7 separate regions of the Mus musculus genome follow, and all the other regions are linked to region 1. The links are chromatin contacts, called in public HiCAR-type, HiChIP or PLAC-seq and promoter capture Hi-C maps. All regions are on one chromosome and are shown on one strand. Each heading gives the region's core, a stretch centred on a gene start, on an enhancer-like site or on the middle of the called end of the contact. The rest is flanking DNA. Distances are from core to core; before and after follow the strand shown.

The links. Promoter capture Hi-C pulls out the DNA fragments that hold promoters and counts their contacts. HiCAR-type assays count read pairs that join an accessible place to other places. HiChIP or PLAC-seq counts read pairs in DNA pulled down with a chosen protein or histone mark. Capture Hi-C pulls out chosen DNA fragments and counts their contacts.
Region 2: a contact with region 1 is called in a promoter capture Hi-C map of liver, with 2.6 times the contacts expected there. The contact joins the promoter of Vrk3 here to the promoter of Tsg101 in region 1. A contact is called at or near these places in 2 of 39 promoter capture datasets (liver and maxillary cranial neural crest).
Region 3: a promoter capture Hi-C map of adipose tissue shows a contact between it and region 1, with 2.2 times the contacts expected there. The contact joins the promoter of Nr1h2 here to the promoter of Tsg101 in region 1. A contact is called at or near these places in 3 of 39 promoter capture datasets (cranial neural crest, hippocampal neurons and maxillary cranial neural crest) and 1 of 9 other capture datasets (adipose tissue).
Region 4: a contact with region 1 is called in a promoter capture Hi-C map of second pharyngeal arch cranial neural crest. The contact joins the promoter of Fuz here to the promoter of Tsg101 in region 1. A contact is called at or near these places in 1 of 39 promoter capture datasets (second pharyngeal arch cranial neural crest) and 1 of 115 datasets of contacts at active chromatin or transcription factors (astrocytes).
Region 5: a contact with region 1 is called in an H3K27ac HiChIP or PLAC-seq map of embryonic stem cells, with 15 times the contacts expected there. The contact joins the promoter of Prmt3 here to the promoter of Tsg101 in region 1. A contact is called at or near these places in 1 of 39 promoter capture datasets (pre-B cells), 1 of 484 Hi-C or Micro-C datasets (B cells) and 1 of 115 datasets of contacts at active chromatin or transcription factors (embryonic stem cells).
Region 6: a promoter capture Hi-C map of pre-B cells shows a contact between it and region 1, with 2.6 times the contacts expected there. The contact joins the promoter of Fam71e1 here to the promoter of Tsg101 in region 1. A contact is called at or near these places in 2 of 39 promoter capture datasets (cranial neural crest and pre-B cells).
Region 7: a HiCAR-type map of astrocytes shows a contact between it and region 1, with 2.8 times the contacts expected there. The contact joins the promoter of Tbc1d17 here to the promoter of Tsg101 in region 1. A contact is called at or near these places in 1 of 39 promoter capture datasets (frontonasal cranial neural crest) and 1 of 115 datasets of contacts at active chromatin or transcription factors (astrocytes).

What each region holds. Positions count from the first base shown.
Region 1 is chr7:46,918,682-46,921,381 of GRCm38.p6, reverse strand. Tsg101 (tumor susceptibility gene 101) reads left to right here and starts at 1,413. Exons shown (of 10, transcript NM_021884.4): 1 at 1,413-1,561. The coding sequence starts at 1,520.
Region 2 is chr7:44,747,332-44,750,031 of GRCm38.p6, reverse strand. It overlaps Vrk3 (vaccinia related kinase 3), which reads right to left and starts at 1,403. Exons shown (of 15, transcript NM_133945.1): 1 at 1,381-1,403. Zfp473 (zinc finger protein 473) reads left to right here and starts at 1,683. Exons shown (of 5, transcript NM_001289836.1): 1 at 1,683-2,122.
Region 3 is chr7:44,552,551-44,555,250 of GRCm38.p6, reverse strand. It overlaps Nr1h2 (nuclear receptor subfamily 1, group H, member 2), which reads left to right and starts at 1,286. Exons shown (of 10, transcript NM_001285517.1): 1 at 1,286-1,442; 2 at 1,543-1,672; 3 at 2,497-2,554; 4 at 2,631-2,700. The coding sequence starts at 2,515.
Region 4 is chr7:44,894,759-44,897,458 of GRCm38.p6, reverse strand. Fuz (fuzzy planar cell polarity protein) reads right to left here and starts at 1,380. Exons shown (of 11, transcript NM_027376.3): 1 at 1,097-1,380; 2 at 791-912; 3 at 460-544; 4 at 130-198. The coding sequence starts at 1,207.
Region 5 is chr7:49,777,025-49,779,724 of GRCm38.p6, reverse strand. It overlaps Prmt3 (protein arginine N-methyltransferase 3), which reads right to left and starts at 1,367. Exons shown (of 16, transcript NM_133740.2): 1 at 1,224-1,367; 2 at 1,012-1,144. The coding sequence starts at 1,248.
Region 6 is chr7:44,495,286-44,497,985 of GRCm38.p6, reverse strand. It overlaps Fam71e1 (family with sequence similarity 71, member E1), which reads right to left and starts at 1,391. Exons shown (of 5, transcript NM_028169.2): 1 at 1,256-1,391; 2 at 953-1,071; 3 at 353-483. The coding sequence starts at 1,298. It overlaps Emc10 (ER membrane protein complex subunit 10), which reads left to right and starts at 1,568. Exons shown (of 7, transcript NM_197991.3): 1 at 1,568-1,730. The coding sequence starts at 1,617.
Region 7 is chr7:44,847,752-44,850,451 of GRCm38.p6, reverse strand. Tbc1d17 (TBC1 domain family, member 17) reads left to right here and starts at 1,373. Exons shown (of 17, transcript NM_001042655.1): 1 at 1,373-1,603; 2 at 1,918-2,016; 3 at 2,111-2,182. The coding sequence starts at 1,583. It overlaps Akt1s1 (AKT1 substrate 1 (proline-rich)), which reads right to left and starts at 1,228. Exons shown (of 5, transcript NM_026270.4): 1 at 1,104-1,228. Mir707 (microRNA 707) reads right to left here and starts at 753; the gene lies at 681-753.

The sequences.
Region 1 (2,700 bases), core at 164-2,663:
ATGGTGGCTCACAACCATCTGTAATGAGATCTGACGCCCTCTTCTGGAGTGTCTGAAGACAGCTACAGTGTACTTAGACATAATAATAAATAAATCTTTTTTAAAAAATAAAAAGTAATAAGAATTGATGGTTAATATGTCGCTTTTTATTTTAAAGATTATTTTACCAGCATGAGTGTTTTGCCTGCACTGGATGTGTGTGTACCATCTGCATTCCTGGTGCCCATGGAGGCTATCAGGAGTCCCTGTAACTGAGAACCTAACCCTAACCCTCTGCAAGGGCAACAAGTACTCTTTACTGCTGAGCTATCCCTTCAGCCCCTCTAACAAGCATTTATTGGAAATAGAAACTCAATTGAGATTGAGTATCACCTCTTGTATTCTACAAGGCAATTAAGATCTGAAAATTGGGCTGGTGATGAGGCCAGCCTGTCTCCATTTTTAGGCTTGAAAGCCATCAGCATCGTTCCTGTTTATGATTAAATCTGTTTCTCAAGGGTTTGGGCTATGCCCCACCTGTAACCTTATCTTCAAATGTTTCTATACGGCACCCAATGCCTTTGTTTCAAAAGGTTATTATGACCACCTGTCCTTATAACCACCTGTCATGGTCACTTTGTCATGAGTACCTTGTTAAGACCCCCTTGCAACCACGTCTTTGTTTCACAAGATGTGTTATGGCCATTTTGTTCTGTTCCTGTAACCCGCCTATGTACCTGCCAAATCACCCATTTGGAAACTCCCTACCCCTGAGCTATAAGACCAATTTTCTAGCCTATGTCCAAAGCTGACTTCCTGTACACAAATTAAAAGGTTTTAATTAATTGCTTGCTTTAATTAATTTGGCTATGATGATTTGGGTCCATGATCTTGCTCCTTGCCTTTTTGGGATTAACACTGGAGAGGCTTCAAACTCAGAAGTTTGAAGGGGTAAATTCTTTATAATCTGAAAAGAAGCCTGCCCTCAAGCAAGGCAGACTGCGGCCTGTCTAATCTTTATGTGGGCACACTGGAATTGTTAGGGGAAAGTATCCAGAGGAGAAAATTACCGCATAGCTTCCTAACGGGGGAAAAAAAATCTCCTTTGCCCTTGCGAACTTGACATGAAGGGCTTTCGAGCGTTTAAACTGCAGTAACAAAAACGGATGTGATAATCAGAGGTGCCTCGGGCGCAGTCACCTAAAAGTGTCTAGAGTGTCCACGAGCTAGTTCTGTGAGCGACGCGAGCCCAGGACCTTCCGAGCCGCAGCGGGTGGCAAGGCTCGCGAGAGGGCCGGGACTTCGGGACCGCGAAAGGCTTGCAAACAACCGCACCACGGGCACCCGTGGACCGGACCTGATCTCTCGCCCGACTTCGCACCGCAGACCAGCGGCCCCGGAAGTGACGCGCGGGAAGCGGAAGCACAACGTGCCGGCTTCCTGCTTCGCAGGGGCGGGGCGGCGGCGGCGGCGATTGTCTGGCGGCCTGGGGCGGCCCCGTGGCGCCTACCCTCTGCCTGTGGGGACGGAGGAGCGCGCCATGGCGGTGTCCGAGAGTCAGCTGAAGAAGATGATGTCCAAGGTGAGCCCGCGCCCTACGGGGCGGCCCCGCGGGCTGGGCTAGGCCGCCTTCCCTCTGCGGAGCGGCCCTTCCCGCCTTCGCCTCCATAAACAAAAGCGGGGTCGTGCCTGGCGCGGCCGCTGCTGTCTGCCCGGCGCTGCTGACGGTCCCCGCCGGCCGGAGCCCGGCCCTGCTCAGAACCAGTCCCCGCGCGCCTCTCCCCGGCCCAACCCGGCACATCCCACCGGAGCTCGGGAACTCTTGGTGCAATTGGTTCGCTGAAGTAGAGCAGCCAGAAAATCGAGCTTGGCAGCCCTTCCCCGCTCCAGAGAACTCTGCAGTTGCATTCCATTGTTTGCATTAACTGTGATTAACGCAGTTGTTTGCTTGTTTACTTTGAGTTGAACTTAAAAATTCTTACTGCTTGACTGGTTGTGGGTTTTTTTTTTTTCCTCTCACTTTTTAAAAGGCCTTTTGGATATTTTGCACATTAGCTACTTAGTACTTAATACTGCGCATCGGACTCCAGAATGCCTTGCTTTTTGTAATTTACCAAATTTAATTGGAATGAAATTTATGTAACGTAGTTGAGCCCTAACTCCTTTAGTCATTGAAGTTGACTTTGATGCTCTTATCAGAGCAATAATAGAGATCGTGGGGTTAAGAAGTTTCTAGTTTACAAGGAAACACGAATACGCTGGGCGTGGTGGCACAGGCCTTTAATTCCAGCGCTCTGTAGGCAGTTGACGACAGATCAGGACAGATTGTGAGTTCCAGACCAGCCAGGGATACACAGTGAGACCGCATTTCAAAACATAAAATTTTTCTTTTCTTTTTTTCTTCTTTTTTTATTCTTTGTAAAACTAGATCTTTTTTAGTAAAGTCATTTCCCTGAGTCCTTGAAGACCAAACCTCTTGTCTCTTGGTTGTCTAACCATTTAATCTTTTAGGCTTCCTTTTTTTTTTTTTTTTTTTCCCTGTAGTTATCTGTAATGACACAGGGGTCTGGGGGAATGTACGAGGTCCCGGTAAAGGTCGATATAGTACTGTTTTACCTTCAAATCATTTGTTTTTCAAAGCCTCAATTAAGCTTTTAGAAGATGTAGCCCATTAACTTCATCTGATTGGGGATCTCTGTCCTTATCAAGACATTCTGGCTC
Region 2 (2,700 bases), core at 154-2,653, 2.2 Mb after region 1:
CTTTATTCTCCCCTTCCCATTTCACCCCCTATCCCTAGGTAGGAGAGAAAGAAGGACAGAGGGAGAGAGATCAAGAACTCTGAATCTAATTTCTTCTTTGAGCACAACTACTAACAAACTGCAATACCCCCCCCATCCCCCACCCCCACCAAACAACTCTCACGGTACCCAGTTGAGGCCCTAGTATTTACAGACTCTCTGAGAAGTTCCCAGAATTCCAAACGTCACACAGTTGTAGAAACTATGTGCAGCTGGCAAAATCATGAGCTGCTGGAGCAGGAGGCAAAGCTTAGTCAGCTGCGGAGAAGCAGCCCCATAGCCCCACTCCTGGGATTGAAACAAAAACATATTCTTATATTTCTGTGTTTTTTTTAAAGAAATGAAAATTCCAGAATTTTCACTACAGTTATGTGCATATGAACCCGTGTGAAGGCCAATCCCTAATTCCCTAGAACTAGGGTTACAGGCAGTCATGAACTGGGAACCAACTTGAGTCCTCCGGAAGACAGTAAGCACTCAAATATTGAACCAACTCTCCAGTCCTTAGGCAGGGCTGGATTCTTTTTTTAAAGACAGTGTTTCATGTAGCTTAGGCCGACCTTGAACTTTTGATCCCCCAGCATTTGAAACTTACCCAAGCGTACATCCAGCTTTAATTAAACTGAGGTGCCCATTACTATGTAGTCCATCCTGGGCTGTCCTGGAATTCACTATTCTCAAAAATCCTCCTGACTCAGCCTCCCAAGTGCTAGAACATTGCTGAGTTTAGAGCTACTCCTAGGGGAGGTGGCAGTTCGGGTATATAATACAATAAGTGTCTGTTGCACAGATCCTTGCATACAGTAAGTGCTCGGATCTTGAGTGTTGAGGTCTCCTGTCTAAGGCTGCACATTCAGTTCCGACTACTGATACTCAAGTCGGCTTTTATTATGCACCCATTTGTTTAGTTCATTTATCCTACGTATGACCATCAGCTTGCTACCATCTATGCTCCTGTTGCAGGAACGCAGCACAGCAGAGTACCAAAGGCTAAATTCCACAGGTGTGGGACTAACACTTCCCTAAGTAGCAGAGACTGGACCGGGCCCCACAATCCCAAAGAAACCAGTGACGAGGTACCCGTGGAGGCGGAGGCGGAGTGTCTGACATTCCTCACAGGCTCCGCCCAACACCTTCCCAGCAAAACAGAGGAAGTGGGTGCTCCCCCCACTCCCGCCCCCGAACCCCAGCCTTGGTCGGCCTCCGCCTTCCTCAGGCAGTGACGTCACAGGCTGCCGGGCGAGCGGCTCCTCATCACTGTACTTGTGAAAAAGCCGTGGGCGCCGGGGTTTCTCACGGCCCGGACTCTCACTCCGATCCGGAGCAGAAACTTGGACTCACCTTTACAGTTGCCCCGCAGAAACTTCCGGGGAGGGAGGGTGAAGGAGGGGCTGCGCGCGCATCCCCCACCGGCCGTGCGACAGCAGCGAGCAGACGCGGCCTATTTCCTCTAATACAGGGCATCCGGACAAGCTGTGCCCTGCTGGAAACTCCATTTCCCAGAAGCCTGAGCGACACGCCTGATTAGTCCATCCCCCTAATTGCTCACCGTTATTCGGCCTTCTCTGGGGCGGGCTTTTCCTTCTACTGCGCATGTCTGACGTCAATCTTGATGAAATACGTGACAGCCACCAATCAAAGGTCCTGTTGTCATTTTTAAACTCTCCTTGCTTCTGTGCTCTCTCTGTAATCTCAGTTTTGCCTTCAAACTGTATCTATGGCAACCCGCTGTCACCTCCAAATGGAATTTTCGGGGTGTAGAAGGTGAAAGTAGTCCTATAACAGGGTAGTGGGCCATCCAACCTTGGTGTCACTTAGCCATGAATCTGTTTCCTCTCTACTTCCTAGAGGGCTCAGTGGGTGGAGACCACAGGTGGTGGGTCCTGGAATTTGGCGCGGAGTTACCTGGGTGGGATAAATTTGAGGAGAAGTTTCTGGAACCGGAACTTCCTCGGAGGAATTTCCCCCTGTACTCTGAGGGAGCCCTCCTCATGAGGAGTTGGGTTTTCTTGGGATCCTGGAAAGCATATGTTCTTTGGGTTGCCAGCCATGCTGAGGTACGGAGACACGGAGCCATGCCGAGGTACGGAGACTAAGCCCAGGCGCCCATGGCCTTAGTCCTCTGTGGCCGGGGTGGGAGGCCCTGACAGAATGCTGAACCCTTGAGTGCTCACAGCCGGGCGTAGGCCCGGCTCTTAAGCGGGGGTTTCCTCTCGCGACCAATACCTACAATAATGGCCCAGAGACATCTATTGCTTCAGTTTCGGGGTATCAAACCCCCTCTTGGGCTTCTAAAGGCACTTAGGTGTACACACATAGCACTTTGAAGCAGTCATAAACAAATTTAAAAGGAAAGATTATTTGTATCTATTATTTGAGCATCTCAAATATATACTGTTATGTTCTATTTAAAAAGCCAGGGAAGCCAGGGATATGTTTGGTAGGGCGAGGTATGGTGCTGGGGAAGGGGGTGCCTCTGCGGGCCCATGCTGAGGCATCCCTTCCCCTTGAGGTACCAACCACAGTGGGTATAGTGTAGAATAGAGTTTATTTAGGGCATGGGGAGGGGAGTTGAGAGGTAGTAGAGACAGAGAAAGGTAGGGAGAGGGAGTAGAGGCCGGCCATGAACACGTGTAGAGAGAGGGGAATAGGGCAAGAAGG
Region 3 (2,700 bases), core at 37-2,536, 2.4 Mb after region 1:
GAAACGCTGTCTCGAAAAAACCAAACCTAAACAAAACAAAACCAAAACAACAACAACAAAAAACAAAACAAAACAAAACCAAGAACAACAGCAACAAAAGTTAAGTAAAAGCAAGAATTTGTGCTTAATAAAGATTCCCAACTGTCCATAAGTGGGGAGTGCGGAGAAACAATCTCTGAATGTTTTCCATCTGAGATTCACACAAGTATTTCAATCTTTTGTGAAAAAGCTGGTATTATTACTTTTATGGGAGAGGGGTTGAGGCTACTTGTTTATTCACATTTAGCTGATGGCCAGGTCTCACTTCCTAGCTCAATTTGGCTTCCAACTAAAAGCAATCCTCTTGCCTTGCCTGGGTCTGTTTGCTTATTGCAGGCATGGGTCTGCACCCAATTTGCCTTTTTTATATTTACTTCTTCCTATTATGAAGCTGAATGCAAAAATAAATTCTTGTATAAAAAAGTTCCTGGGCTGGAGAGATGGCTCAGCAGTTAAGAGCACCAATTGCTTTTCTGAAGGTCCTGAGTTCAAATCCCAGCAACCACATTGTGGCTCACAACCATCCGTAATGAGATCTGATGCCCTCTTCTGGTGTGTCTAAAGACAGCTACAGTGTACTCACATATACATAAATAAATAAATCTTAAAAAAAAAAAAAAAAGTTCCCGAGGCGGGGACATCAAGAGAGTCCAAAGTGAACAAGATCCAGAATCAGGACATGTGAGGAGGAGGAGAAGGAGAAGGAGAGAGAGGCGAGCCAGGAGAGTAAAGGACCCAGTAACCAAATCGGCTGGATTATAAAGGGAAGGGCAGCCCAAGCCCTGAGCTGGAGAAGTTTAAGGTATGAAAAGCCTTTAAGCTTTTTAGGCTTAAAACCATCCTGTAACCATCTTGCCATCTCCAAATTTAAAATATTTAGAACCAACATACAGGGCTGGAAGAGGAGCTGCTACCGCAATAATGGGGAGGTAAAGGCAACAGGCTCAGAAGTTTAAGGCCACCCTTGAAATAAGAGATCCTGTCTCAAAATCAAGACAAAAATTTTTTTAAAAAGCAGCCATGCAGCACCGCTACAAAAGTAGAGAACTTTAAACTACTCAAAAAGGTTAAAACCTGCTTCGTTAGCCACCTGCGAAAAGAAACGAAAGAACTTTCCGGAACTTTTTTCTGAGTCCCAGAGGGGAACTACCAGAAGAAATAAACTTCCGGTGTGCCACTTCCGGCCGAGGCCTCACAGTCGGTGGCGCCCTGGCAGACCGGAAGTCTGTCACCTTTCCCGGTCCGCCTACTTCCGGAAGTGACGCGCAGCGGGGTTGCCGGAAGAAGTGGCGAAGTTACTTTTGCTTTTCGCTCAGCAAGCGCTGTTGCTTCGAGCTACTCCCAGGCTTCTGAAGTTACTTCCAAAGTGCTGTGGAGGCACAATCACCGGTGCGGACACAGAGGCAAGTGCGCCGGGCGGCCGGGCAGGTGGGACTGAGCCCGGTACGCGGATCGCCGTGGGTCCCGCTTAGCGCGCGCATCCTTCCCTCACTTTCCTCGCAGCTCTCGCCTCCCACGGCCGTTTCCAGGGCAACAGAGTCGGAGACCCCCTGCGACCCCCCTCCCGATCGCCGGTGCAGTCATGAGCCCCGCCTCCCCCTGGTGCACGGAGAGGGGCGGGGCCTGGAACAAGGTGGGCGTGACTCTACGGGGCGGGGCGTAGGGAAAGCCTATGGTTGGTGGGCGGGGGCGGGACACAGATGGGCAGAAGGCCTGCTGTAGATAGTCTGTGATTAAAGGCTTTTGATTCTTGGGGCGGGGCCTAGACCACTGTTGGGGGGGATTGGGAGGGGCAGAGGCATGGAGGGCGTGGCACAGTGAAGACCTATAATTGGCTTTGGGGGAATGAGAGGGGCGGAGCCTAGGAGGAACGGGGCGGAATTTGGGTTTCTGCTCCAGAGTGGGAAGGGGTGGGGCCAGGGACTTGATGGGATGGGTAGGGTCTGGGGTCTGTATTGGGGTGCGTTAAAGCCTTGAAGGAGCCTATGGTAGAAGGGTAATGGTTGCGCCCTGATGGGAGAGGCGGGGCAAAGTTAGGATCTCCCATGATAAGAGCACAGTTGGTGCTCACAGAAGAGGAATAGAGTTGTTGGGCTCTCTGAGGTCATGATTCGTAGAGAGGTGGAAGGAGCAGTGGGCCGGGTTGGGCATGTTAAAGTGTGTGATGTTTATTAGGAACTAGGGCTGGGAGTGGGGGCTCAATATAGAAGTTAAAAACACTGAGGTGTGGCACAGTCTTGTAATGGCAGCACTTGAGAGGCCGAGGCAGGAGTGCGGAAGATCCCAGGACAGCCTAGAGTAGTGTGTTCCAAGATTTTGGAGGTGGTTCAAGCTGTTCAGCCACATAGTTCGGGTAGCCTGAGCTGTATGAGATCATGTCTCAAGAGTCCGTGAGCACTGGAAGAAGAGACACCCCTATTATGCCCTGTAATTGGCTGGCTCCCCTATGTTCAGCAGGCTGCTTCGTGACCCACTATGTCTTCCCCCACAAGTTCTCTGGACACTCCCGTGCCTGGTGAGTGACGGGCTTTCCCTAGCCAGCCCCTTCCACAGTGTTGGAGAAGCTCACTGTCCTGTCTTCCTTTTCCTAGGGAATGGTTCTCCTCAGCCCAGTACCTCCGCCACGTCACCCACTATTAAGGAAGAGGGGCAGGAGACTGA
Region 4 (2,700 bases), core at 131-2,630, 2.0 Mb after region 1:
GGCCAGCTCCAGGATTAAACAAGCTCTTCAAGAACCCATGGGCTTTCCCTATGCATAGTGGGAATTGTAGTTCCAGACAAATGGGCACGACTTAGGGATCCTAACGTCACTCACATCCCACAGCCTCACCCTCAATTCTTTCTTCAGTCTTTCTACATTCCGGATATTGGTCAGCTCCTCAAGTCCCACAATGAGAACCTAGAAGAATCACATAGGACAGCGGGGTCCTTAATAGGATCTAGTCAGAGAGGACAGTATTTGAATGGGTGTTGAGAGGAAGGCCAGGTCTGGATCCCTGTGTATGAAGGTGGAGGTCGGGCTCCTGGACTCCTAGGTATGAGGGAAGAGGGCTGAGGTCTGGATGTCTGGGTGTGAGAAAAAAATGCAGGTCTGGACTAAGGAGAAGAGGCTGGGGGTGCAGCTCTCTTGAGTTTTGGAGAAAAAAGGGCCCAGTCTCACCATGGCCCCAAACACCATGTGGAGCATTCTTTCCAGCCTCAGCTCAGAGGTGCCCTCCTCAGATGACAGAACAATGAGAGTGATACTGTGGGGAGGAAAGAAGAGAAGCAAGAATGAAGTAGAGGTCAGGCCTGGGAAACGGAGCCAAGCGCTTCAGCGTCTCTGGGCTATTCCTATGCTGCTGGCTACATTCTGCTGGGAACGCAGGGATCAGAGAGGGTGAGTAGCTTATCAAAGATTCCCACAGCCAAGTCACCACTGGCAGGACTCTGGGGTCACCTAAGCCAGGAACCACTGCCCAGATCTTGTTCCCTTGCTCCCGCCAAGGGACCTGTCATGGAAGTTCTTCCACACTACGGTTGTGTCTTCCGTTCTTGCAGAGTTCAGTTGCACATCCAGATTCTGGCCGAACATGTGGACTCCATTGAGAGAGCCGATGACAGAGAAAGGAAGCTGAAGAGTGGGGAAGCATTGAGACCTCACTGTCCCACTTTGCCGTCTCCCCACATCCCCCCAAAGTTCTTCAGGAAACCAGGCTTATTAGTCCCCTAAAGGCTCCGAGCCTCTACTCCCTGCACGGTATGCCATCCCAGCTTCCCAAACCCCTTATTTAGACGAAGGAGTCGAATGCCCCCACCTGTTGACGGGAGGGGGCGCCGCCGCTGCTACTCCGACAAAACAGGGGAACCCCGCTAGAGGCTGCGAGGCACAGCAGATGCACCGGGCTTCCCGGCCCCTCATCCCCCATCTGGAAGCCCGCACCCGACAAGTCACCCCCCTGGAGACTCTCGGTGTGGATCTAGGAGCATGCGGGTAGTGAAAGCAAGTCGGCCTGCCGTTTGGAGCCGCCAGAGGGCGAGAAGCCGGATGGCTAAATTCCTGCCTTCATCAACTCAGCCCCTCCAACAGGATTCTTTTTCCGCCCCGGCCGGAAGTCATCATGACCCTAACAAAGATGGCGACAAGTATTGCTTGCCAAGCGTTCAAGTTGTTCCTGGACAGCTTCACATCTTTTGTATAACGAGAATGAAGAATCTAGTTTGAAGATGGTGATGGTGCTAAGGTGTTGCCTACAAACCTTCATGTGTGCTGTAATTACGTGCTAATTTTTTTTTTTTAAACAACTGGTTGAGGATGGGGACAGTGCTAAGGCACTGCCTGGCAACTGCAGCGTGGCCTTTCATTCCATAGTGGGAAATACCCTGCCCCAGTCAAAGATGGCCGTATGCTCAGGCGTTGCCTAGCAACTACCATTCACAATAATTTCTGTTTCAAAACTCCGAACCGCTGTGCCACCGTCTCCCTCTCATTTTTTCAGAATGGTTTGATCCAGGCAGTGTTGCCTAGTAACCACCAAATGAGATGGTTGTTTTTGTTATTAGTGAAAGGCAGAAGAGAACCTTTTCCAAAATCATGAAAACCACGTAATTTCTGTAACGAATTAATGCCAATGATGGTGTATCGTGTCGAAAGGTAAAACACGGAAAACTTTGTTCCATGCAACAATAGAAGTTAGCACCGAGGTAGCAAGACAGATTTTCACAGATATGATCACTGTACTATCACTTCCAAAGCTTTCTTCCAAAGGATGGCTAGGAGCCAGGGAGATGGCTCAGCACATCCCAGGGCTTGCCATGAAGACCTGAGAAGCTTGTAACCCCTGGAATCTTCATGGTAGAATAGAGAGCTCACTCCACAAAGCTGGCCTCTGTACACATGCCATGGCACACGCACTGTAAGAATCAAAATTTATTTTCTAGTTTAAAATAGTATGGCTATTAAAATAGTATGGCTACAGCTTCGTGTCTTTATTTTCTACTTTCTGGGTGAGTTGCAGCCTTTAGGCCTGGTTGGCCTGGAACTCAGGGTAGCTGTTTGGCCTGGAATGGCGAATGCCAGCCACTCTCTTTTTCTTTGCTTTCCTTTCTTTCTCTTTTGCTTGTTGTTGTTTAGTGTATTTTTGAGGTGTGGTCTCATGTAGCCCATGCAGACCTGGGACTTGCCATGTGTCCTTGAAATTCCGATTCCTTTTTCAACATCTCAGTCTCCTTTCTTTCTTCCTTTCTTTTTTCTTTCTTTCTTCCTTTCTTTTTTTTTTCTAGATTTATTTATTTATTTTATATATACGAGTACACTGTAGCTGTACAGATGGTTGTGAGCCATCATGTGGTTGCTGGGATTTGAACTCAGGACCTTTGGGAGACCAGTCAATGCTCTTAACAGCTGAGTCATCTCTCCAGT
Region 5 (2,700 bases), core at 118-2,617, 2.9 Mb before region 1:
AGCACCTGCACTACAGCGTGAAGAATAACACTTCTTTTGTATGTAACCTCCAACACTGAAGGACACGAACGAATATACAGCAGAGACTCCGCACTTCACTTCTGTATGCCTAGCACACAGGCAACTCTCAATGTCTGCCAAGACAGGTCATCTGGATCATCCTCGCAGCCTATCACAGGGCACTGCACCACAGATGCTCAATAAATACAATAAATACGAGTGTGCAGTCATTCTCCTCTCCAATGAGGCGCCACCTAGGACCACTAATATGCCACCAGTCAGCACCAGGAACCGACACAGGGGGCGGGACCCAGCAGCGCTAGTCAACATCAATCACCCCTTTTTCAGCCAAGTCACTTCCATCTAAGATGCAGGATTTTAAGTGAAAAGAAGGTGTGTCCTAGGAATATAAACAGCAGCTTCGTGACCTTGAACAAGTTGGTGGCTCTGCAGCCTCATTTTCCCCTAAGTACAAAGAGCATCAGTTCCTCCCTCAATCATGGAAGTGAGCTAGTTCTGTCTAAATGGCTCAGTTGAATGTTACATGAGAAGAGAACGTCCTATTATAGGATGGTAGAAATGGAAGCGCGCTTCCAGTCTATGCGCTTTCAAAGTCTGGTATCCAAGGAACAGAATGAAAAACACCCAGCCTTCATGGAATCCCTAATTTAGGACTAAGGTGTGAAGTTCAGATTTTTTCTGGGTGTGTTTTCGAGAGGGTCTAGCTTGGTGACTCAAGGCTGGCCTGGGATTCCTGACCATTCTCCTGCCTCAGCCTCCAGAGTGATGGTATGCCAGGCCTGACTTAGTATGGGGGGTGGGGGGGGGGAATTAGAGTGAGGGGTGGGGTTGACTGGGCTGCAGAGGCAAACCCAGAGCGCGGTCCCCGGCTCCGCCCCCCCCGGACCACGTGAGCAGCCCCTTGTCAATCAACCGTCCCGCGCGGGCCGGAGCCTCGGGCCCGCCACGTGCTCGCTGGCGCTGCGGCGCGCCTTCCACACCGGCACGAACCTGTCACAGAACAGGCAGGGTGTGTGCTGCCGGCCGTGCGCGGGCTCAGTGTCCGCGTCCTCGTCCTCCCAGCCCGCGTCGTCTCCGCTGTCCGACAGTTCCAGGGGCTCCGGCCCCAGCTCGGCGCCACGGCCTGCAGAGCACACACGGTCAGCACCGAGACCCGCGCCCGCCCACCCGCGCCCCGCCGCCCTACGCGAGGGGGCACCCACCGTTCCCCGCCGCTAGCGAACACATGGCCGCCGACCAAGCGCGCGGCCGCACAGCGCGGCACCGGAGCCGGGAACGAGCGGCGCGGGTGCGCGGGAGCCCCCAAAGCGATCCACACGCGGAGCGTGAACCGTCCGGAGAGCGCTTCCGGGTCACGTGGGCGTAGGGGGCGGGGCACCGCTCTCCGGCTTGGACGCTTGCGCAACCGAGGCGCCGGCGCTTACAAGGTTGAGCACCGACTTATCGCAGCGCCCTCTGGCGGCAGAGATGGCCAATGCAGGCCAGGCTCGGAGGCTCTGGGGAAGACAAGAAAGCCCCTTAAATTAACCTGTATGCTGATGTATGTGGGTGTGCACTCAAGCCCCACACCCCTACTAGGGGTTAAAGTGATAAAGTGAGAACCATGGGCTTTACAAACACCCTAAGTTTGAACTCTATTTCTGAATGCTTGAATTCTAAGCATGAGCAGGTAACCTGCCTTCTCTTGGCCTCAGTTTCCTGACTGGTAAAGCACTCTCATGACTGCAGTAACCTGATGGTTATGGTAAGACTTACACGTGTGTGAAAAGTTTAGGCATTAACTTGAGCCTATACAATGGAAACAGGTGGACTGTGTGATATGTGCCAACAAATGCTCTCTGCCCTGCCTGTGGGGTTAGGGAGGATACCAGGGTTCCCGAGTCTCAGGCTGCCTCCTTTCTAATATTCCTAGTATCTAACAGTGGAGTTCCCTTAGGCAGGTGGGAAGCAGTAATTCTGGGTAGGTAAAGCCTCCAGGCTGCAGATGAGGCTGGACTCTGCATGGGGCATGTTTGAGGACATGGCCAGCTAGGCCTGCATAGTATAGTGTCAGACAGCTCAGTTCAACTTCCCACCATGCACACCCTCGAGCCAGTGTACTGCTGATCACTGAAGCTCTTTGGTGGGCAGTTCCTCTTCCCCTCTGTTGTGTTTTATAAAAAGATAAAGGGAGAAGGGATATGTTTTGGTGGAGGTGTAGTCAGGTGGGGGGGGGGGGGGAGTGGTGCCTCTGCGGGCCCATGCTGAGGCACCTCTTCCCCCTGAGGGCATGGTATAGTAATAGTATAGAATAGAGTTTATTCAGGGCATGGGGAGGGGAGTTAAGAAGGTAATAGAGACAGAAAAAGGCAGAGAGAGAGAGAGAGAGAGAGAGTAGCGGATTAGAGGAGTAGAGGCCAGCCATGAGCACGTGGAGAGAGAGGGGGGAGGGAATGGGGAGAGAGGGGGGCAGGAGCCAGAAGGCAAGAGGACTCAGAGGGGACAAGCAGCCCCTTTTGTAGTGACTCAGGCATACCTAGCCAGGTAACAGGGGGGGGGGTGCTAACACCCTCCCCCAACAGGATTTTGCTCACATCATAATTTTTTAAAATATTTTTGAGAATATCACACAGTGTCTCTTGATCATATGCCTCCCACTCCTCCTCTTAATTCCTCTCAGATCCATCCACTCCCATGGCC
Region 6 (2,700 bases), core at 142-2,641, 2.4 Mb after region 1:
TCTGTTCTATGTGAGGTTTGTACTTGGTGGTATTGATTTTCACAAGTTTTCAGGAAGAGGGGCAGAGTGGACAGTGGACTGTGGGACCCTGGGCCGTGGGCCCAGTCTTTGAGCTTTACTTTATCTCTCTGGGACAGAGTACCTGGAAAGCAGAAAGCACTGTGTAAACAGCCACCATCCTGACCCTGTGATGCCACTGAGGGCTGTCCTCCCTCATCTCGCCTGACTTCTGACCTCTGTGAAGTGCCCTGCCATTTTTCTTAGTGAAGAGGTTTGGTGGTGATCTTGGTCCCTGGGTGGCAAAATGGCGGCAGGGAGGTTGGAGGAAGTTGGGACTTAGAGGGGCAGTCACCCGAGGAGCTGCAGGTGTCCATTCTCCTTGTCAGGGCCGGCCAGCAGCAGCAGGTCTGGCAGCTCCAGGGCAGGACTAGAGGCTGCCACCCCCATGGTGACCTTGTTGGCGACTTCTCCAAACCGGGTCACCTGGGGCCAAAGGTTAAGAGGATCGATAGATGGAGAACAGAACTCAACAGGAATCTGATTGGGTCTTGGGGATCTTGACAGAGTGAAAGGTCATGAACTAGGGGAGATGAACAGTAGGTTAGGGATTGGGAATGTGGCTCAGAATATAAGCACACATGCCTAGAATCCCCCGGTGCAGGGCTAGGGTGTGACTAAGGGGTAGAGCTCCTGCTGAATAACGAGTGAAGCCCAGAGTACCAGCCATATTACCTCTAAAAAGGAAAAAAAAAAAAAAAAAAAGGCTTGTGGGCCAAAGATTTTAGGATTAAAGGACAAGAACCATATGTGTACAGTCAAGGAAACTGAGACAAAGGCTTCTGAAGACACAAAAAGCCCAGCGGGCTCAGAGGTGATGTGGATCACTTGGAAAGAACGACAAATGATGGGGGAGATCCGTACATCAACGGGTCGGAGGTCCGGGGCTCCACACCTGCACGAAGTTGCTTTCAAAGATGGGAAAGTCGCGCAGCTGGTCGAACTCGCCGCTCAGGAGGTGGCGTTGGAGGCGCCCAGGGCGGCACGGGGCGTAGGCTGGAGCCAGGGGGCGGTCTGCAGGGGCGAAGCGCGAGCATCCATCCCAGGATGCCAGGTACATGAACTCTGACCGAGGGCGCATGCGGGGCAGCGGCCTCCGCATTGCTGGTCCCATACCTTCCCCGGCTCCCTCTCTAGGGCCAACCCCTCCAGGCAGAAGTCCTTTTGTCACCTTCCATCCCCTCAGAACTGGTCTCACCTGCTCCGCCCCGAGCGGCCTTAAGATCTCGACCGCCCTTCATCGCCACGCCCCGGCCCTGGGGAGGAACGCCGAGTGAAGCCTGGGACAGACAGATAAAGGGTGGGGCCTAGAGCTTGTGACTTTACAATAGGGTGCCCGGCGTTCCGTGACGTCAACGACGTCACTTCTCTCCCAGGTGGTGTCACCGGGAACGTGAGCCCTAGAGACCCGGATGGAGAAATGGCCGCCCTGACTGCGGGAGCAGGCGGACGGGCGCTAGTGCGCAGGCGCGGCGTGCGGCGCAGGCGCGTGAGCCTCAGGATGAACCCTGTGTTTCCTAGCGGGCTGTATGGCTCTCGGTTTTTCTCAACGCTCCCGTATGGTGGCCGCGGGTGCCGGGGTGACCCGGCTGCTAGTGCTCTTGCTGATGGTAGCCGCGGCTCCTAGCAGAGCCCGAGGCAGCGGCTGCCGGGTCGGGGCCTCCGCGCGTGGGGTGAGTGCTAGTGGCCGGGGCGGGGCGGCCTCCTGTGGGCGCTAGATGGACCCCATCATGAATATTCATGAGAGGATGTGGTTTGCTCGGAACCTGAGCTGCGTGGAGTAGTGGTAGCTAGCCTCTCATCTCCGTGCTTGGGAGGCTGAGGCTGGAGGATCAAGGAGTTTGAGGCTAGCTTGGATTGCTTGAGATTGTCTCAAAAATACAAAAATGGGGGTGTGATGGTGCACGCTTTCAATACCCCTATTCGGGAGGCAGAGACAGGTGAATTTCTGAGTTCGAGGCCAGCCTAGGACAAAGGGAGTTCTAGGCCAACCAGGGCTACACAGTGAGACCCTGACTCAATAAGTAATTAATAAAGATATGGCAAGGAAGCAGTGCTCTAGTGCTAGGGTTGGAATCATGTTTCTGAATATGCACGAAGAAGTCAGGTCCTTCAGGAGCCAGAGTGCTGTAGGATGCCTGGCTAGGAGAAGCTTGAAATTAAGACATCTAAGGCTTAGGCCTGGGTGTGGGGTGCAAGGTCACCTTGGGCTACCTAAGGTCCTGTTTCAAAAAAACCCCAAAAATAGGGTGCTGGAGAAATGAGGGCCAAGAGAACTGACTGCTTTTCTGGAGTACCTGGGTTTGCTTTCTGGCACCTACCTAGAGGCTCACGACTGTCTGCTAACTTCAGTTTTTGGGGATTGCACATTCTCTTCTGGCACACCAGGTACCAGGCATGCACACAGGGCACATAGGTACATGCAGCAGATATCCATACACAAAATTAAAAAAAGAAAAATTACAAAGAAATTAAGCTGATGGTGGTGGTGCTCATGTGTAACCCCAAGCGCTCAGCAGACGTAGGCAGGAGGATCATCTCCGGTCTGGATCAGGGAGTGATTTAGTGGGACTCTGCTTCAGAACCGTGGGAAAGAAAGTGTGGATCTAGGATGTGCCAGAGAGAAGTGGGCTTCTTGCCAAT
Region 7 (2,700 bases), core at 124-2,623, 2.1 Mb after region 1:
TCCAAGAAGGATCCTACCACCGAAGTGAGGCCGCCGACCAGGGCTACACCACGCCCGCAGCCCAGAGAGGCCCCTGCTCTAGGAACACAACAGGAAATCCCGCCCCCGGTGGGGATCGGGACCGGAAGTCCCGCCCGGGGCGCCCCCTCACCCACCCGCGACCCCCAGCACACACAGCCGTATGGACATGGTTCACCGCCAGCGTGAGGGTTCCAGCCCGTCGGCACCCCCGCAGTGAAGCTCGTCTACACTTCGTCGCGAGTCAGACACATGGGGTTGAGCGTGAGCTCTTTCAGCAGTCGGCCAGGAGTCGCAGGACGATCACTGCCCCCCTGACCTATGCAGTCCATACCCTTCCCACGGGGGCTCGCCCTCCCACTGCCCCTCAACCTCAGGAAGGCCAGACCCTCCCCAAACCCCAGCTCACAACGCCGCCTCCACTCACGTGCCCGTAGCCAGCATGGCCGGCCAGGCGCCGTCGCCGCCCTCAAAAGGCATGGCGGCTTCTTGCGTCATTTCCGTGTGGCTGCCCCTCCTCCATTGTGTACACTCCCCCTCCCTTATCCTGCATGCCTCAAATCAAAATAGCAACTAGAAGCTCCGTCGGCAAGCCGTGGGCAAGAGCGACAGCAAGGGTGCCCACGGATGGAAAATACGGCAAAAGACTTTTGCTACTGTTTCGAATTGCCCGCAACAACTATGACCGCATGCCCATGCTCACACAAGCGTAGGCAAGCGGCATGACTGCATGCCCATGCTCACACGCAAGCGGCATGACGTCCCTCGTTCGTATTCAACGTCTGCTCCCGTCCCGACGTGGCAGTTAGTATGGCTTCATATGCCTATAAAGCATATGGACACTTCCTTCCGTCCACACTAGACCCCCTCCTCTAGGCCCTCGCTCGTTCCCTTTAACACAAAGCTGGCAAAGATTCAATATGGCAGCGTTTCTTGCTTCGGTTTGCCCAGTTTCAAGATGGTGGTGCAGTCCTCTTTCCACGGTGACTCAGAAATTTGGGGCAGCTTCGTTTCCAGGAGCACTGACGGCTTCACCCTTTATCCCGAGCCCCTCAGCGCCTCTGGTGCCATACCGCTTCTCTCACCTTTTCCTCTCTCCGTTTCGCTTTTCCAGCACCCCGCCGTCGTGCCCCGCAAAGAGATGGTAGTGCCCCGCATTAACATGGCTTCCACCAAGCCGCTCTGGTTTGTCCTCGAGAAAAACGGCACAGTATTGGCTTCGATGCCAGTATAAAATATGGAGAGGGCCAAGGAGGCGTTCCCGAGCGATCACGAGTTGGGCTGCGAGCATGGGTCCTCCTACTTGTTTACTTCGTGGCGAGAGTGGCGCAGTGCGCCTGCGCCGTCCCGCTGACCCTTGCCAACTTTGCGTTCTACACCTCGTGACCTATGTCTTCGAGTTTCTACTACCCTGTTCAAACAGATGGTCTCACCCACTGCAGCCTTAACAACCTCGGGGACGCTACCACTATCTAGCCTGGAAGGGAGCGTTATTTTTCCGGATATGACACCAAGTTGACCCGGAAAAGGAGGAGATAGGGGCAGTGGAACCTCCGCGGCGGCAATGGAAGGATCCAGCTACAGGGTAAGACTTTGGAAATCATTCCCTCGCTCATCTACAGGAGACGCCCCCCACTGATGGTCCGCTTCCACCTTCTGCTGTGCAGGGATTAGGCCGAGTCAACTTAGCAAGCACCAGCTTCTAGTTACGATGCTGTTGTCACTCTCCGCAGTCCTTAGGGAGAGCCTCCCTTAGCCCCGCCCCCTGGAAAACGCACGCCCATCTGGGGTGCGAGGCGGGACTGTAGACTCGCCACGCCCCATCTCCGCTTGTCAGTCAGGGGCTCTAGACCCCGCCCCTGGGGAAAACGCCTCCCTTAGACCCTTGGCTTTCACTAGGTGGTGTTTGAAAAGGGAGGCGTGTACCTGCACACCAGCGCCCGGAAACACCAGGATCCAGACTCGCTCATCGCCGGCGTCATACGAGTGGTGGAAAAGGTGGGCCGGGATGGAGGTGACATGTGTGGGAACTTCGAATTGAGGGATGAGGGGCATTCGGGTGACTCTACTAAGTCCTCCCCATGTCCCTCAGGACAGCGACGTCTTTCTGCACTGGGCTCCGGTGGAGGAGGCTGGAGACCCAACCCAGATTCTCTTCAAGAAGGTAGGCGACTCGCTCCTCTTCCCCACTCTAGTGGAAGGCAGGGAGTACTCGGGAACCTGTGAGCCTGTTTGCTTTCTGAAATGACCTAATGCCATATCCTTTTGGCTCCTTAGGGGACCCTGCTGGGTTCAGACTTCTCAAGGGGTGTGGCCTAGTTTTGGTCTGAGGCAGCTTTCTTTCCTCTCTGTTTGCTTTACGTTTATTTATTACATTTATTTATTGTGTGTGTGCATTCACATGCCACGGTGTGGGTGTGTGGAGGTCAGAGGATAACCTGTGGTAGCAGGTTCTCTCCTTCCACCGAGTGGGCTCCAGGGTTGAACCCAGGTTGCCGGTTTTGGCAGCAAGTCCAGAACCCTCTCACTAAGCGCAAAGATTTAGATTGTGTGGGGTGTGGAGGGGGTGTGAATGTGTGAGCATGTGTGTGCACTACCTGTGAGTGCATGCAGAAGACAGCACTGCAGACACATGCTGGAGCTTTGGATGGTATGTGGGGACTGGGATCTGAACTCTGGTCT